Regions from separate parts of the Mus musculus genome. Here region 1 is linked to region 2. The links are chromatin contacts, called in public HiChIP or PLAC-seq maps. All regions are on one chromosome and are shown on one strand. Each heading gives the region's core, a stretch centred on a gene start, on an enhancer-like site or on the middle of the called end of the contact. The rest is flanking DNA. Distances are from core to core; before and after follow the strand shown.

Region 1 (5,507 bases), core at 554-3,053, 580 kb before region 2:
ACAGGCTTTTATCTTAGAACCTTCAGTCCCTAGTTGACAACACTGCTTGGGGGAGGATATGGAAACATGCTGGAAGAAGTATGCCGTGCGGACAGGCTTTGATACATATACATATGTGTATGTGTGTATGTATGTATGTTTGTATGTATGGGAAGGATTAGGAGGTATGGCCTTAACGGAGGAAGTGTGTCACTGGGAATGGACTTTGAAGTTTCAAAAGACTCACACCATTCCTAGTGTGCTCTGGGCTTCTTGCTCGTAGATCAAGATGTGAGCTCCCTGCTGTTTGTCACCATGTCATTATGGGTTCTAATACTTTAAACCATAAGCCCAATTACATGCTTTCTTCTACAAGCTGCCTTGGTCAGTGTTTTATCTCAGCAACAGAAAAGTAATCAATACAGATTCTCCATCTGGAACCATACGCCAAAATAAACCTCCTTCCTAAATTGCTTTTGGTCATGGTTTTATCACAGCGATAGAAAAGTAATGAATACAGGTGGCAAACAAGATGTTGCAACAACTGAAATTTGGGTTATGGCTCAACGAAAAGTAAGTCAGACCATGGTATGTCTGTGATTTTGCAATGGGCAGTGTAAACCCATTTTACTCACAAAGGAATATGCATTACATTTTCTAAACCACACATTTTAATACCACATGGAAAACGGGGGCACTTTAAAGAATTCCCATACAGTGATGGCAATCACTGCCCTCTGGTTTACATTTCACATCTCTGACCTGTTGCTCGGACCATGAGAGTTTGGCAGCCACTGGGGTGAACAGGTGAGAGAGAGATTAATAGTGCTGAGGCGAGATGGGATTCTACCTCACATCATTAAGATCAATATAATTTAGTGCGCAACTAGAATACACAAAAAAAAGCTGACCCCGCGGCTACTGACATCCAAGACTGTGTGTGCCAAGAGTGGAGTAAGATTCGGGAGCATTCTGACACTCTAGATTTCACTCTGGGTGTGAGGCAAAGCCTTGTTACTATAGCATTCAGTCCGGTGTGGGCATGGTACTGTATCTCACCACCTACTTACTATGTTCTTACGGTTGCAGGATCTGAAACGCCTGCGGACATCATTTTGAACCACTTCCCAATGCACTCACTCACCCAGCACACTGATCCTGTCTCCCCTCACACAACTTCCTGTGTCCGTGTCTATCATGTCTCTTCTTATGAGGAACTGAAACTGGTAGAGACCCATTTCCCACTGAACAAGTGGCTGGTGTTACATACTGTTAAACTGCTTTAAAACATCAATACTAGAATTAATAAACTCTTACTGTAAGCACTCCTTGTGATGCTTACTTCCCTGTGTATATATAAGCAAAGCATGTCAGTGGGCGGGACATCTGGACTCTCCAATTGACAGCTGGGATTCACGGTGTTCTGGTTCCCTTGAACACAGACAGGACTGTCAGTCAAGCAGTACCTTCTATTTAAATGATCTCAAACACACCTTGGGGGAACTGCAGGAAGACTGCAGCTGCTTGCTCTAACTTCTCAAAGTGCAGCTCCAGCCGCAACTATTTCCAGGAGTTTCTTGTACCAGCTCTGCTGACTCTTGAACTCCTTCTCCCCAAGGCAAAGGGCGAGCATTCTCCTGCTCCTTCTTACTCTGAAGAGGTGAAGTAGAGCTGAGCGACAGTCATCTACAGAGGAACACCTTGCTACTGAAAACTGAAAGAGGCCGGGCTGGGACTAGAAGTGACATTTTAAAGAGAGGGAACTAGGGGTCACTTGCCAGATGGCAGAGGTAGAGATGTGGAAACCCTGTAGCCTTGACAGTGATGGGAGGTGGAGCCACTCTGACAGGCATGGGTGACAGTGGTAATGAGGACAGTCACAGACAGGACCTAAAGGGTTGATATTTAAAACTACACCACTAGAGGGTGCCACCTGCTGTTCCTGCCTGTCAAAAGTTAGGCATACAAAGGCTGCAGGAGGCAGCTGAAGTTTCTCCTGGATCAAGGGAGTGTCCAGTGTGGTGAGTGCAGGGTCATTTTATTTACAGAAGACACCAGAAAAGGTGTACTAGGATCCCGAAGAACTTGATGATGCAGAAAGAAGAAAATCTACTGGGGGAACTCATGGCATAGCCTGGTTTAGTTGGCACAGCCAGCACAAACACTAAAGTGCTGAGGTTAGAACAAGACACCCAGTCACCTCTTGGTAGAACTTTATTTTTTAAGACACTTTAACATCTTTTTTGGCCCTACAAGAGTAAATGAGATATATGGATCTTTTCAGTAATCACTTTCCAGGCACACAAAAATGCTACAAAGATCCACTACAGCTGCTGAGAACACGCATGTCTAGCTCCCTACCGAAGGAGCACTTATCCCCTCATGGGAAACCCAGATCTCTCCATGGTTAGCTGCTTTTCAAGATGATCCTGTTTATCTGTGTGTCCTGAGGATCAACCACCATAAACAACACAGAAAGGAGAGAAGTGTGCAATCAGTGTATAATCTGCATCACCATTCTAGGACGGCAGGTACAGTCCACATGCACATATGCACACATGCATGCATGTATGCACACATATATGAAACCGACGTCATGATCCACGGTCCAAGGGAACCAAGGGAATGCTCACTGCACTACTACCCTCACTCTGCCTGCATTAGGAGAAAAACCATTACCTAGGATCCTATTTATCATTCTGCATGAGCTCCTTCAAGCTTCTCACAGGAATGGCAGCTGGCACATCTGCCAGAGCAATCTCTAGTCCTAGCTTTGGCTAACAGGGGTCGCCTAAAACCATCATAAAGCACAGATATTTACATGATGACTCCTAAGAGTAGCAAAAGTACAGTTAAAAAGTAGCAAGGAAATGATTTTATGGTGGGGAGGGGATCACCATGACCTGAGGAACTGTATTAAGAGGTAGCAGCACTAGGAAGGCTGAGAACCACTGCTGTAGTAAGTGCAAGTCAGTGACTTCCCAGTCTTCCCAGGGCTGGAGAGATGGCCCAGCGACTACAGTACTTGCTGCTCTTGCAGAAGACTGGGGATTGGTTCCGTTCCAAGCACCCACATGGTGACTCAGAACCATCTACAACTCCAGTTTCAGGAAATACAATGCCCTTTTCTGACGCTTCAAGGGTACCAGGTACACATGCAGCACACATCCATACATGCAGCCAAGCACTTACACACATGAAAATACAATAAGTCTTTTTAAAAAAGTCAGTCCAGTATTTTTAGGACACATTTTATTCTCTATAGTTTGCTAGAATGTAGAAGTTAAAAATAACTGGAATGTACAGTTTTATTCAAAACACAAAATATGTCAACAAATCTGTTTACTCTGAGTCTGAGAAAGAAACTCTGGGCAAATTTTCCCAAAACAGAGAGACAAGCAGTAAGATTGTAATAACCACCAATAAAGCAAACCAGAATGGTGCAGAAATATCTCACACACAACCAACTTCCTAAACAAGCAGCGTAGCAAACTCAATCTTTTGGTGGAAAAAAAAAATCACAGGTGCCTCAGCGTACAAAGCATCCCAGACACCTGAGAGATGCAGGTCTGGGAACTCTATGAGCAGCTCAACATTAGATATTTAAGAGGATCCAACAATAGCAAGCAAGGAGCTGCGAACCGTGTCTTCAAAGTCAAGCCCACTCATCCCCTCAAAGGCAGCAAACAACCTCCTCACCAGCAAGTGTGGACATGAGAGTATCTTCCAGACACGTGGAACACACTCACTTCATAGTGAAATCCTGGAACACTCCCAGTACCTGCATGAAACCTGCGACATTATCTACCAAGCCTATCTGAACAGCCCTTCCTGGAAACCCCCAGCCTAGCAGACAACATGGATATAAAATTTCAAGGAAGGAGGCGCTAACAGAAAGTAGATTAAAGTGCAACACAACATATACACTTGTAAATATATGCACATATGCACCTAGCCACAAAACATCAAAGGGCTTAAAAACAAGTTCAGAGAGACACACCATCCGTGTTAAACCATCAGTAGTCAAACAAGACTGTTCACTCAAAATGATGCAGAAATTCAATGCAAGTTCCTACCATGAAAACCCCTGAAGGTCCCACAGGGCCCAGCAGAGTGAACTCAGCATCTCTATATGAGAACACGAAGTTTCCTGAAAAGCCAAAAGAACTTTTATAATAGCAGGGGGAGAGCTCGCCAATTTGAGATGAAAACTTACAAAGTTGTAGTAATTAAGCCCTTGTTACACACAATAAGAAACATGCAACCATAGCCACAGAAAACAAACTTAACACTCAAACTGATCCCACACTTGGGCGGCAACTGGCAGGCCCTTTAATACACACCCTTCCATCTGACTATCTCCTGGTACTTTCATCTGATTCACCCTGAGAATTTACTGCCTTACTGGACCTCTAAGAGGAAAAAGAAAAAGAAGGGGGAGGGAGGGGGGAGGGAGGGAGGGGGGCAAGAGGAAAGGAAGGAGGGACAGACCACTGAAGGAAAGTCAGGCAACACTAAGGAAAGGATGACACAGGTCTACCCACAGCAACATGAAGAGCATCTGGCTGATGGGAAAGGCTGCAATATTAGACCCTTTGTGTGTGCACTTAACATGATCATATTCAAGTACGCTGTGGCCGGAATAACCTCGGCAAGAGCTCACTTCTTGAACATTCCTCTTCCCCAATTAACCAATCCCATCACGCTGTGAATCAGAGCTCCCACCAAAGTCATCACCTGCATCAGCAATTACAAAAAGGAAGCCATGTTGGCGCTGGTGTGCTGCTAGACTGGTTTAGGTTCTGGGACACTTTTTACAAAAAGAATTACTTTGCCAAGATACTTTTGCCTCGTTTGTTGTTTCTTCAGTACCAGAATAATTTATTTGTTGTTTCTAACAGTTTTCAGCGGTCTGTCTACTTTTCTTCTTTTACAGGCTAAGCTGACAATGAACCCGAGACCACCAGCAACAGAATTACAGGCTGGACCATGTCCTACTTTGCTTCCCCAACCCTTTTCAATACAGGTTCTCGGGTTGGAGCACAGGTCCTTGTCCTTGAGCAACTGAGCACTTTCTATGTCTAAATAATGTGCCTTCCAAGCATGCTAACACAATTCCTACTAACACACAAGTTCTGATTCAATAGGTCTGGGGCACACCTGAGACTGCACAGCATTCTGTCATCACACATGCTCTAGTGACACTGAAATGATTTCTGAAGAAGGAACTGTTTACTGCAGAACTGAAACAAACACTTAGATGGAACAAAACAGAGTGGCAGTCAAAGTGCAATGGGAATGATGATCTACAGCAAGTCTGCTTGGCAATGCCGCAGGAAACCAACACTGACTCAAGTGGGGAGCTGTCTGGAAGGAACGCGAGGTCATAGGCCAGAACCAAAAGGAGCATCAGGCTTCTTTACATTTTATTTTCCAAGAATAATGTCATTGAGTGCTTGTATAATTAAAAGCTGGCCTTAAAATCTAAGATTGTCATAATAGTCAGAAGTACAAAGAGGGTCAGGGCA
Region 2 (5,426 bases), core at 895-3,394:
ATAAACCCTTTTTGTTGCTCAAGTTGCTTTTGATCACGGTGTTGATCACAGCAAAAGTAAACAAATGAGAACAGTGGTGGTTGGGGATCCTTAGGCATTTCCATTTACAATGCAATAAACAGAGTGGCCACTGGGTAGTTACCTACTTACTGGTGGCCATAGCAATCCATGCCTCCTTGTCCTGCTCCATAGAACCACCAAGCCTGCAAGAAAGCCAAGGCCTTCTTTGAGCATGCTAGGCCCAAAGATGCCGCCTAATACTATTGATGGGTGTGATGGGTCAAGTTCATGTTTAAAAATCATATTGTATAGCTTTATGTCAATCTCAGTTGCTATGGGAGAGCAATTTGTGCCAAAATCCCTTGTAGCAAACAATGCTTCAGGGACCCAGGCGTGTGTGTGTGTGTGTGTGTGTGTGTGTGTGTGTGTGTGTGTGTGTGTGTGTGTGGTTCGGTGGGGAGGGGAGTTAGGCTCGTTCCCAGACTCAAAGGGACATATGGTCATGAGTATGTGCTTGGATCTTAGAAATGCACTGTGTAGCAGAGGGATTCCTGCTAGATAGTGTCTTTGCAAATGTTTTTAAAGATGGGATATTCTTTGTCTCATTTAACCTTTAACTAAGAAAAAACTCAGTATATTTCATTTATATTTCCCACAGTCCTTTCCAGAGAACCCCCAGGTAATGAATCCATCCATTCCTGTGCATTTGCAACACCCAAAGACACATCAGATAGAAGGAGTCTGGAGATCTCTGTCTGGAACCTCCAGAATAGATGAGGAAAATGTCAGTCCTCCATTAATGGGCTCTGGGTGACCCACTGAAGACCCTGCATATATGCTAGGTCACTGGTCAGCATGAGATAGGCACCACACACATCAAGGAACAGGCAATCGGCATTACACTCAAAGGTATGCCCACCACTCTCAGCTAGCCCCAGACCCCATCACCAAGAATCATCCTGCCATACTCCAGGATGAATTCTGTGAGTGAGCTGAGACCAGTGACTGAAGGTGACACCATGGAGGAAGCAAGTCTGCACTCAGTCAGAAGTGGAAGAAAGGCAGGGCTTTGGTCTGCAGTCAGAGACAACAGGGTTGGGCCTCATCCCTTCTGGTACATCCTGCAGGACATGTCACCCAGGCACTACCGCCAGCTGTGGGTAGAAAGTGGGAAGAAAGACAACAACTTTGAAACTGGGGCTGCTGTGTGAAAAGGCTGCTGGCATTGTCCACGGAACACGTGTGTACAAGACTGCATTATCCAGAAAAGCAGAGCCTGGCTAAGAAGGTCACTGAGCCTGCAGCCTTACCTGCCATGCTCCTGCTGAGGCCAGCCTCCAAAAGGCACTTCTGAGCTTAAGGGATTTCAGGGCTATAAATGGAAGCCACGGATTCACTGAAAGCTGGTTGTGGATGGATACGTTCTTGGAACAACCTTTGTCCAAATTCCCTACCTACAAAAAAGCCTGTCTTGGGGAGCAGTTGTCCTAGGCATACACAGAGTACTGGTGTTTTGCCTGCCTGCCTTGATGCCTTTGTACCATATATGTATCTGTACCTGGTGCCTGGGTGGAGGGTAGATACAGAAGAAAGTGTTGGCTACCCTGGAACTAGAGTTACTGATGGTTGTGAGCTGCCATGTGAGCGTGGGGAACCATCATTCTAGCCCCAACATTAGCTTTTTAAATAAAATGACTAGCAGTAGTTTTAGAATGGTTTCCCTCCATTGCATAGTCCCTAAGGTTTCAGTGGTTCCACTGACTGTAAAGAATGCCAGTTTTCTGCCTCCAGTGCCTGTGTCCTAAGCTGAAAAAAGCAGGACAGAGAGGTCAGAGTGGCAGTAAGGGCAGCACAGGGGTCAGAACTTGGGGAATGAGCGCAAACAGCCCCATCTTTGGGTCACAGGGAAAGAAGATGCTGGGGGGAGGAGCGATGGGAGGTGGGGGCTCAGAAGAAGCCTTGAAGAGGGAGGGAAGGCACACAGTAAGTGGGCTTGTCACAGAAGGACAGAGAGGGCAGAGCAAGAGACAAGAGTAAGGGAGGCAGGGAAGCAAAGACGGGCACTTTGCCAGCCTCAGAGGACTGTCACCTTTGGGTGCCCCACTTTCTTGCACAGTCCTCTACTCCACTGAGCAGCGGTGAGCTGTGTAGTCAAGGAGACAGTGCTGCTTCCCTTCACACTCTCTTGGGTCACTTGCCCTAGGACAGCCAGCTGCCTGTGGGGAAGTTTAAGTTTCCCTCAAGAAAGGCATTTGTGCATGCAAGAACTGTGATCTGCTCCTGTCCCTAGAGTGGAGCCATCTGGGCTTCAGACATCCTGGCTCAACTCAACAAATGAAACATCCTATAGGCAAATCCTACAGGAGCAGCCAAGCCAGAACTATCAGCTAAGCCACTCCTGACCCACAGGTACTCTTTGAGACAATAAAGGTATATCCTTATGTTAAGCCCTTAAGTTTGGGTATATTTGGGTCTAGTGATACAAGGGGAGAAGGCAGAGCCCCTCATCCCTGCAATTGCAGCTCCCCAGACCTGTCCTGGGCCCTGTTATGTGTCTTTAATGAGCTGTGGCTGGAAGCTCTATAAGCAATTCACAGTAATGTGGGTTTTATAAGCTGGAAAATCTTGCCAATTTGCTGAATCAGTTTTACAGAAGTAGATCCTCCAATGACTTAGACTTCTGGTAGACCGATTTTCCAAGAATAAGCCTACACTGGAGTACCTCAAGTGATTTTTATACATTGCAATCCTAGCACTGGAGTTTTAGAGAGTGTTTGCCTAAGCTATGTTAAGGTGACAAAAGTAAGTGTCAGGGTGGTGGATGACTGAGACTGACTTCTCAGAGTCACACCAGCTGTCCTTCATCACATTGCATTGGTCTGGGTCATTGTAAAGCAAATATAATCAATTTTTCCTCTGCAGGTGACAAGACTTACCCTTTTGTTGTTGTTGTTTTTGTTTTCTGATAATCTTTGATGATGTTTGGAAATAAGTGTAGCTCTCCAGGATGATGATAAGAATGTAACTTGCGGGTATAATAAAAAGCAAAATTGGAATCATAAATAAAGCCTCCACAGATATGTAACACTACCTTCAGGAAGTCACAGAAACAGAGTCACCTGCAAGTCCCAGGCAATTGCCACAGGCAAACCAGCTGCAACTGCTGGTCTGGAAAGGCAGTTAGAAGATGTCTACTTCACCCTCTGGGGAAGAAGAAGGGAAAGAGAGTGTCTCTCAAACATCACTGTTCCCCAGTGTTCTGGGAAAGATTGATCTGTATCACTCTCACTGAGGAAAGTGGGTACTCAGTTTTGAGAGGGGCTGAATAATTTGTCCTGTCTCAGTGAACTGTGGACACATAGACCTGGCTTTTGAACCTAGGTCTTCAGTCCTGTGGCTCATCATAGCTCGGCTGTGCTTAGCATGAAGTCTGGAGCGCCTGTGAAGCCACTCTGCTCTATCATTAAAGACTGTGACTGTCATACACAGCAGACCACTAATAGCTAAAATTCCATAATTCCAGAATTATCCCGTGCCCTTGAATGGCCCTCACCCCTGTGGCCTTGAGCATCTTATAAGCCAAACTTAGTAACACAATAATGAAGCTGAAAAACTGTGAGCTTCAAAATCAGCTTCAGCGTCATCCCTGGGAAGTCCTCCCTGAACTCAGTCTGGGCCCAGTGCTGGATCCTGAGCCTCTGCTGCTTATTTTTCTGCCTCAGCTCAAAACTCTGTCTGGATCTGTCTTCTATTCTGCATTGGCGATCCTTAGTGGAAGGAGCACTGTCTCAAACGTTCTGTATTCCAGGGCTCACTAAAGAACAGAACAATGAGTGAGAGAAGCTAACTCAGTGTCCAGAATAAGAACACAGAGTTGCCAGGCCCTAGGAACAGCTGGTATCTCCCCAGCATAAGGTACCCTCAAAGGGGAGACTCAGGTAGTGGCTCCATTTCCCACAGTTCAGCTGTAGGCCCATTTCATACTTAAAATCAGCACAGTGCTGTAGTGAGATCAACAGAGACCTCCTGGAGCCTCTGCCCAGTCATTAAAAGGCCACCTGCCAGCTGTGGTGTGCCCTGCTGTTGGCTGAAATCACAGAAGCCCAGCCTTTAAAGTGTTTCCAATAAACTTCTCCCCCAGAATCCCAGTAAAAGGGCAGTGGTGGTTTACAAGCTACACCTGACATCTGACATCGACTCTCAATGCCTGTGAATCCATGAGCCAACCAACTGGCCTGCCCACCAGCAGGTGCAAGAATTTATTAAATGCAAGTCCCTCCCTCCCATGATTTTATGATATTCTTATGGGGACAGGGCAGGCAGAGTGAAACAGGTGACATAGGGGATCAAATAGTCAGATCAAACTCTCTTTCTCTCTCCTTCTTTCACCCTCTCCTTCTTCTTCATCCTCCTTGCCCCTTATTGTCTGTCCTCCCTCAGATACTTGCCCCTGTTCCTCCCCTCTCTCCCTTCCTCCTCTTGTGTCTGCCTCCCTATGGTCTCCTCTTGCAGGTGTAGATTTTGTGTGTAATCTCTTTATTTCACAGAAGCTTCATTTTAGTGGATGAACATACGTTAATCAGTTGGTGAGCTGGGGGTTGGTGCCACTGCTTGGCTGTTATAAACATCTGTGTCTGAGTCTTCATGTGGACATGGCTTTTTACTACCTCTGGGGAAAATACATGAATGTGGGATCGTTGACTTATTGGCAGAGTGTGTTTCCAACTTTACAAGAAACTGGAAAATCAGTTCTCAAGAATTTGTTCACTGTTGCTTGTACAAGTGATGCTGGAACATTTTCTTCTAGAGGATATGTTAGAATAGCTTAATCTTAATTTTTATTTTTTCTGGATTTTTCTAGACAACTTGAAATATTAAATAGTTCTTCATGGGCATACTAGACACATATGCCTTTTCTCATAAAAAAATGCCTAGATCATTTGCTCATTTAAAATTTGTGTTATTTATCTTTATTGTTAATTTTTAGACATTGTTTACATATGTTAAATTAATGGCTATAAAATTTAATATATTTTACCTTCTTGCTTTCTTAATAACTTCTTTCCATGGTAATCTTACCATCTGTCTCTGTCTCTGTCTCTGTCTCTCTCTCTCTCTCTCTCACCATGTATTCAAGCCATTCACTTCTCCTTTCTTCCAATATCTCATTGATTTCTCCTTCCTTCCTTCCTTCCTTCCTTCCTTCCTCCCTCCCTCCCTCCCTCCCTTCCTCTCTCCCTCCCTCTCTCCCTTCCTCCCTTCCTTTCTTCCTTTCTTTTTCTTTCTTTCTTCTTTCTCTCTTTCTTTTGTTCTTTTTTTCTTAAGTTTTTTTTTCTTTTAGCACTTCTTTGCAAAATACTTTCATTTTGTGTTAGAGATTGCAAAGTTAAGACTGGAGAGGTGGCTTGGGAGTGGGGGTTCAGAGC

Evidence for each region. HiChIP or PLAC-seq counts read pairs in DNA pulled down with a chosen protein or histone mark.
Region 1: a contact with region 2 is called in an H3K27ac HiChIP or PLAC-seq map of large pre-B cells, with 3 times the contacts expected there. The contact joins two enhancer-like sites. A contact is called at or near these places in 3 of 484 Hi-C or Micro-C datasets (LSK cells, bone marrow-derived macrophages and epidermal suprabasal cells) and 2 of 115 datasets of contacts at active chromatin or transcription factors (cardiomyocytes and large pre-B cells).

What each region holds. Positions count from the first base shown.
Region 1 is chr13:35,779,482-35,784,988 of GRCm38.p6, reverse strand. The region is part of intron 3 of Cdyl (chromodomain protein, Y chromosome-like); the gene reads right to left. Among named protein-coding and RNA genes, the nearest start is that of Cdyl, 120 kb to the right of the region's middle. Within about 2 kb of position 1,803, at least 78 of the 459 cell types and tissues checked have an H3K27ac peak or open chromatin away from gene starts, as enhancers often do.
Region 2 is chr13:35,199,374-35,204,799 of GRCm38.p6, reverse strand. No RefSeq gene overlaps it. Among named protein-coding and RNA genes, the nearest start is that of 1700019C18Rik, 10 kb to the left of the region's middle. Within about 2 kb of position 2,144, at least 8 of the 459 cell types and tissues checked have an H3K27ac peak or open chromatin away from gene starts, as enhancers often do.